Regions from separate parts of the Zea mays genome. Here region 2 is linked to region 1. Evidence: chromatin contacts called from public Hi-C data. All regions are on one chromosome and are shown on one strand. Each heading gives the region's core, a stretch centred on a gene start, on an enhancer-like site or on the middle of the called end of the contact. The rest is flanking DNA. Distances are from core to core; before and after follow the strand shown.

Evidence for each region. Hi-C and Micro-C count contacts between places; a contact is called where the count stands out from the background.
Region 2: a Hi-C map of endosperm shows a contact between it and region 1, with 3 times the contacts expected there. The contact joins the promoter of LOC100284304 here to the promoter of LOC100383190 in region 1. A contact is called at or near these places in 6 of 25 Hi-C or Micro-C datasets (bundle sheath, ear, endosperm and 2 more).

What each region holds. Positions count from the first base shown.
Region 1 is chr6:65,187,474-65,191,446 of Zm-B73-REFERENCE-NAM-5.0, forward strand. LOC100383190 reads right to left here and starts at 1,349. Exons shown (of 13, transcript NM_001361953.1): 1 at 1-1,349. The coding sequence starts at 1,207.
Region 2 is chr6:65,527,265-65,531,087 of Zm-B73-REFERENCE-NAM-5.0, forward strand. LOC100284304 (60S ribosomal protein L9-like) reads right to left here and starts at 1,998. Exons shown (of 3, transcript NM_001374378.1): 1 at 1,542-1,998; 2 at 1,297-1,419; 3 at 370-606. The coding sequence starts at 1,904. The coding sequence ends at 520.

The sequences.
Region 1 (3,973 bases), core at 99-2,598:
GCTGAGGCTTTGACTCAGAAGTCGGCTCTGTAAGCTCAAGAGCAGGCTCTGGATGTGAAGTGTTTTGTATGTACGAACCACTAAACTGTTGGTGCTGCTGAACACTACCGCCACTCGCAAGGTCTGCCACAGCACCACCAGTATCACGAGCAGCATAAGTCTGTGTGTTGAGGGTATCTACCTGATACCACTGATGTGTGGCCTCGTCGTACTTCCAGCCAGGGTAGAGGCTCTCTAGATATCTGGGATCAGTGTACTCCACCTGCGCATCAGCGCTCCGATCCCCGTATCCCTCAGCAGTAGCTCTGGAATCGAACTGGGAAGTGGCATTGCTCTCCCCATATCCCACCTCTGTATGCATCGGCTTGGGTTCACACTGTGCCTCCCCCTCTTTCTGTGGTGCCACTGCAGGCTGATTGCCAGCCTCAGTCTCAGGCTGAGAAGCCGTCTGCCTGTGTTCAAGCCCAGTCCCTGCGTGTGAAGTGTTTTGCAGGTAAGAACCACCAAACTTCTGCTGAAGGTCACCATCACTCCTATGGTCTGCCACAGCAGCACCAGTATTCTGAGCAGCATAGCTCTGCGCGCTGAGAGTATCTACCTGATACCACTGCTGCGTAGCGTCATCGTACTTCCAGCCAGGGTAGAGGCTCTCTAGATACCTGGGATCCGTGTACTCCAGCTGCGATTTGGCGCTCTGATGCCCAGACCCCTCCGCAGCTGTGCTGGAATCCAACTGGGAACTGGCATTGCTCTCCGTGTGGCCAGAGACGGTGCGATCCGGCGCGCTGCCATCGCCGGTGCCTGCTGAGAGAGACGACGACAGCGACGGCTCCAGGCCCTGATGATCCTCTGGCACAGCCGCGGCCCCGGAGAAGGGTTCTCCGTCTTCCGGCAGGAGGTCCCCGGCCGGATCTGCCCCGACGGTGGCAGCGAGGTCGGGGGGCGGATGCAGCAGCACGGCCGCAGGATACACCTCCGGCGAGGGCTCACGCTCCGCATCCTCCGTCGGTGCCGCTGCCGCCGCAGCAGCAGCAGCAGGCTGGTCACGAGGCTCGGACTCGCGAGGCGGCGGCGCGTCGGGTTGATCGGTCAGCGATAGCGCAGCGAGCCCCCCCACGGCGGCGGCGGCCGGGGGATCGTCGTCGTCGTCGGAGTTGACTAGCTTGTCGAAGAAGGCTTCGTCGGTCTCGTCGAAATCCGAGGCCATGGAGTAGGAGGAGGAGGGGAATTAGCCCTAGTCCCTAGGGTTTGGTTGCATGAAGGGGGGAGGAAGAAGGTGGATCTGGTCGGGCCGCTCTTGGTTTCGCTTTGGTGGACTTCCGCCGCAGTGGGGAAGGGAGGAGATTGGAGACTGGGAGCAGAGGGAGGAGACGCGTGTGCGATGCGCGCGCTGACGTCACTAATCCGCTAGAGGTGTCTGTAGAGATTTGATTGTTAAATAACCCGATCTAGCACGCTAATACTTATTTAAGAAAATTCATCACTAATCCGCTATTTGAAAATTTTGTGTAAAAAATACAGTGGAAATGATCGAGTTTTCGTCATATCTTTACTCTTATAATGTAAACTAGGTGGGTGCCCGTGCATTGCAATGGAGACATATAATACCATGATAACTTATATATAAATAGGTATGTGTCCGTGTGTTGCCACGAGGTGAGGAGCATGGAGAGCGACGTCTAGGCTACAAATATTGTATGTACCATGTTGTTAGGTTTGTTCTTCAGTCCTCTCTTAGGATTCCAGTAAACGGGACATTAGCAGACAACAACTGGTCAGAAGTCAAATCCATTAATCTTAAATTCTCAATCACATATAGGGTGGTAACGATCTATAAATTTTACACTATAAAATTAAGGATCAGATCGGATCAGAATCATGTTTTATTTTTATTCACTTTTGAACTAAAATTAATTAAAGGATTCAAACAAATTGTGAAAAGACATAATCCATTACCACTCCTAATCACATCTCACGAACCATCACCATTCAAGTGCAGAACGCCAAGATGGCACTTGAGGAGTGATGAGATCACAACACGTGACTCCCCGGGCCCAAAAGCCCAATAAAACCTTCTCATCACAACAAATCCCCAAATTGTCTCTAGGAATTCACCAGCAAGGGAGATTACAAACCAATACTTGGCCACATGAATGAATGCCCTCAAGGCTCTGTCTGATGTAGAGGCCAAGCAAAGCAGATAAAAGTATAAGGCCATGCATTCTAGCTACAGCTAGGAAGCAAGGCACTGACCTGTTAGAATTAGAAAAATATTTAACAGCAATAAGCACAACAAATGCAGGCATCATTTTGCTTTTCAGGTACTACACCACACGGACAGAGGAAAAATAAAAAAGGTTATTATACACATGATTACACCTGCAAACCTCAAATCAATCTATCACTGTTCCCTTAGCACCACAAATCATGATCAAGGATAAGTTCGATCCAAGCATCATTCTAGCTTTTTACGGATCTGCAATGATTTTACACCTCATGCTCATGCTCATGCTGATACACCCAAAAATATAATTCTAAGATATTTCTAAGAAAAAATATGTATGTTTAGGAGAACCAAATGGGGGACTAAGGTTTTCCTGAGTTGTGTGGCTAATGACATGTATAGATGCGGGACCGATCCTTGTTTCAACACGGTTGTCCAAAAGGCAAATGATTAGTTGCGAAACTTCTTAGCTACCCTGCAAAAACAGATCAACCAGTACAGAAACACGTTGTTTTAGGCCAACTATTTTTTTTCTCATCTAGCATGCATGCAGACAATCTATGACCCCAGATATTGTTTGTTCATCAAGGACCATACAACCTGTGTCATTAACGCCAATTGTGTAAAAAAAGCAAGTAGTATTATCGAGAACGAACCACGACTGCTACCTAAGTTCAAGTAGAAAACAAGCACCAGTCATATGCCTATGTATGTAAGTGAAATTAGTAGAACTTCATTTCTACGGATATGTCAAAATCTCTTCCACCTTGACTCTTGAGCTTGAATAGCCCATGCTTCATCTTCTGTGGCGGGCACTGAAATTAGCTGGAGGCTGGAGCATGAGCAAATAGTAGGCAACAATAAGCCAGAAGTTCATTCTTTTCATAAGATCTTTGCTAAAAAATCACTGAATATTTAATCTAAAGGATCCATTTTCATGTTCTTGTAATATGTTGCTCCTAATAGAACATCTGTATATATATCTTTTGAACATTCGCTGCATCTAAGGGCATAGGGTTTACAAATTAAAGGTCTATATTCCAGAATTCAGTCGAGTCATGAAAACGGCGGCATGGCACCGATTGGTCAAAATGAAGAATTCTGAACGGACAACTATAGACCAGCAAGTGAAAAAATGCCTCACAGGCTCACCTGGCACGTCTCTAACAACACCCATGCCAAGCTCGGAATTATCCCCGAGCATGGAGCACAGGAACTACTCTGCCTCTTCAACACTGTCCTTGCGGCCACCAGACCCATCGCCATCGCTCTCCCCGTCCCGACCCTTCCAAGCATTTGGCATGCTTACTACAGAATTAGCCGTGGATCGTGTGTACTCCTTGCCAATCACGTCCGCGACCATGCCCGTAGCGGCCACCGCAACCCACTTGGGCCTCCGACCAGCCTTTCTTCCACCAGATCCACTGTGCGGCGAGAGATCCAGTGGCGGCGGGGGGCTGCGGCGGGTGCATGTCCTGCGTGGAAGACAGGATACTGGCGGCCACAAAAGGGTCCCCTCCGGCCTCGCGGTAGGCGGAGTCGATCTGGTCGAAGGTGGCGCTGGCGAATGTGTCGAGCAGCCAGGCGAGCACTGATGGCGGACCCTAAGCATGGAGCGCGGATGGCGGGCGAGCGATGAGAGCGGGATCTGCGCGGGCGAGCGCTGATGGCGGTGGAGGGGATTATCCTGCTCGCGGTGTGGGTGGCCTGTGAGGTTGGTGGAACCAGGACAGTAGAGATTGGGAGGCG
Region 2 (3,823 bases), core at 748-3,247, 340 kb after region 1:
GTTATAGATGATTTAGATGATGGTTATTAACATATAATAAAGGGAGACTAGATAACGCTTGTGTGCTTGATTTTGTGAACATTGCATTCCACTCTATTTGCTTTTTTTGTTATGTTTATAGATTTCATTCTATTTTGTTTGCGTTTGTCAACTTACTATTAGTTGAACTTGTGCAGTTGACCAGTTGTAGAGATATCATTTTGCAGAATATTATTATGTGAACAATGTTGATTGTTTGGTATTTAGCTTCATATTATTGTCTGAAACTATAATATATTAATATTTTACTATATTGTTTAAAGCTACGTTTAAACCTTTAACCTTCACCTGTTTTAGTAACCTCGTCGACCAGATCCTTTTAGGAAATGATAAACAAGCTTCATATTCTTAAACAGATACGATAATATTGTAGGATAAGATAATGGTCCACAACACATCCTAACCGATTACAAAGTTCACCTTGAGAAAATTGCAAACCAAACAATAATTCCAACTCAAACGATAACAACTAATTGTCCCTCACTGCTCCTCTTCGATCACACCCTTGTCGCTCACATAGATACCATCCAAAAACTTCCTGATATCCTTCTTCTTGACATGGCATTTCTGTAGAGAAATGGAGAGAAAATGTTCAGTAGCACATCAATCCGCTATAGTAACGTGAATTATATAACAGCAAAATCTGAAAGACAAAGCTAGTAAAAACAAATGATGTACTTGAGATCAAATCAAAGATCAAAACACAAACAAGAACCAAGACATGCCATGTGTAAAATATCATGGCATGAGCAAGAGGTGGTCAGTATTACCAAATACAACCCACAGCGAGCCTATAAAATGCCTACTGACTTGTTGAGAGCACACTAACCATAGACAAAAATTGCTTAACAAATGGATGGACGATGGACATATATCTTTACATATAAGACGGTGCTTGAGTTCTTGTTTGTATTTGATCTTGGCGCACTAGATAATGCCATGTCACCTTAAAAATGTGATATGCCTACATATTTGAAGCCAAAACCACCTGGCTCATTAACATTTAAGGGCAGCCAATATGATTAAACCTCGGCAAGTCGGCATTCCAATCGGAATGCTAAGGTTTAACTATTTGGAATGCTAAGGTTTAACTAACTAAACAGCGGCACTTGCTTCATAGCAGAGCAATTATAAATGCAAGGTTCACGATCTACCACATCAAAGCACACCAGACACTGCATATAGCAGCAGCAACCTCATATGTAATGGTTCATGTGTAATAGTAAGAGATGATGAGCGAAGCAAGCCGGGATTCACCTGGTTGATGAGGGCGGCGGAGCGAGAGACTAACTCGACGTCGTTGCCATCGAGAATAAGCTCGTCCTTGACCTTCTCGGAGCGGAGGATGGTCACGCCGTCAAGCATGTCCACCTTTCTGACCTGATCGACCCCGGGATCACCACCAAGCAGTCAGACAGACACAGGTCAGAACACATCGCAACCTCCCAGATCTGATCTGCTTCGACGCACGCACGAAACAGAGATATGTGTGTAGGGTGTACCTTCTTCTCGCCGAGGAAGTTCCTTATCTCGATGGCGGTGTTGGAGTTGGTGATGGACGCGTTGATGGGGAAATGGGCGTAGACAAACCTCATCTTGTAGCGGTAGCCCTTGGTGACCCCCTTGATGAGGTTCTGGACGTGGGAGATGGCGGTGCGGATGGCGGCCATGGTGCGGCGGGTGCCGAACCATGCGTCCACCTTGAGCTTGCGGCCGCCCTCCTGCAGCTGGAAGTCGAGGTTGAGGTGCTTGAAGTTCCGGGTGAGCTTCCCGCGGGGGCCCTCCACCGTCACCAGCTTGGCCGCCACCGTCACTGTGACGCCCTCCGGGATGTCCATCGTCTCCGACGCCAGGATCGTCTTCATCTTGCCTCCTCCTCGGGGTCGCGGGGCGGGCGGCGGAATGGGGTAGGAGGGTTTGCGAAGGAGCGGCGGCGCGCGGAGGGCGATCCTTTTATATAAAAAAGGGGCGGCCAGGGGTAGGGTTTTGTGGTTTGATCGGTCGATCCCCGCCGTCGGATCGGTGGCTTTAGGGTTGGTTTGCAGTTTGCTGGTCAAGTGGTCAGGTGGGCCTGTAATGCTACTTGGTCACTCGGCTGGGCTTCAGATCACACTTTTGGCAAGGGCGCCCTCTCACTCTCACTCGCTGTACCTTACTCCTTCGAGGTTCACGTCGCGTCACTCATCGCCATCGTGTTCTCGACCGACGACATTCACACACAGCGAGCTCCTGGAAGTAGAGTCGCAGACACACACTGTCAGCACTGCTTCTTCAGTTGGTAGTGTTTGGTTGAGGAGCCAAGTAGAACGGAGCCGTTCCATTCCTGATTCTAGGAACGGAGTCGCTCTGTTCTGTGTTTGGTAATCTGGAACGGAGCGGCTCTGTTTTTTGTTTGGTTGCAGAGTGAACGGAACAGAGCGTGACTGTGAGAGCGGGATGAGAACGGAGCGGCTCCGTCCGGTTGATTTTTTTGGAGCGGAATGGTTCCGGATCTGAGGAGAATATTCCCTAATTGGAGTCATTCCGTTCTAGTTACTTTGTAGCCAAACAGCAACAAAACTAGGACAGAACGGCTCCGTTCTACTTGGCTCTTCAACCAAACACTACCTTGCTGAATCAGAAGCAAGACAGGAGCACGATGATGTGCAAGTTGATAGGCTACGCAGGAGCGGAAGGGTGCGCAAGGCAAACCCGGCTGTGTTCGGCCCACAGTGGGTCACCAATTAAGCCCACCTGTAATAGGAAGATGTGTATTAAGGCTGGTGGCAGTGCGGGCTGCAGCGCGGGCGAGAAGAGGCCGCTGCCGCTCGCGCGCGGGCGAGAGGTGGGCGAGAGGCCGGCGCCGGGCGATGGCGCTCGCGCCCGACGAGAGCGGGCGGTATCGCCTCGCTCTCGCCCGCGCTGGAGCGCCCGCCCGGGCGAGATGCGGGCGAGAGGGAGGCGAGGCACTGGCGGGGCGAGAGCGACGTGGCGCGATCTGATTGGTCCATGTGTCGCGATCCGATTGGTCCACGTGTGCTAGCCGTTGCAACTAGCCGTTTTTGACCGTTTGGAGTCCAAAAAATTCGAAAAAAATGCAAAAAATCACAAATTTCATCCCCAATCCCTCTATATATACCCCTACCCAGGTGGAGCTCATTCTACACACCATTTCATCTCATTTTTCTCTTCCAAACTCCTCTTTCTTCACACAATGTCGGGTTGGTCCCCAGATTTGAACACCTTCACGGATCTCTTGCAGTCCGATGGGTCACCTACAACCCTTCTGTTAGATGAGTCTTCTTCACTACATCGTCGCTCCGATGTTTTAGCCTCACTCCCCCGTGCATTATTTCCGGCTGCACGTCCACCACCATACCCTTATCCCTATCATTTGTATCAATATCCGTTGTCTTCATATAGTCAACCTTCAACTTCTCAAGCCAGAATTCAAGCCTCATTCCCGGTACGTCCGTATGCCCCTCCCCCACCTGCTGCGGACGGAAGTCAAGCTTCTTTCCAGATACCTCCATACGCCCCTCCTCCATATGCTCCACCTCCGTATGGAGTACCTCCTTATGCTCCATATGCTCCACCTCCGTATGGAGCACTTCATCCATATGCTCCACCTACGTATGGAGCACCTCCTCCAGTTGCACCTTTATCTGTTGGATCTGAAAACCAAGCTGAGGAAAATGGTGGCAAGTTGTTCGCCACGAGCCCAAGTGGTCAGCAAAGCATGGTCTTGGTAGTGGATCTGATTCGACTGCGAATAAGAGAACCCGACTCGGAGTCTCTGGTGAAT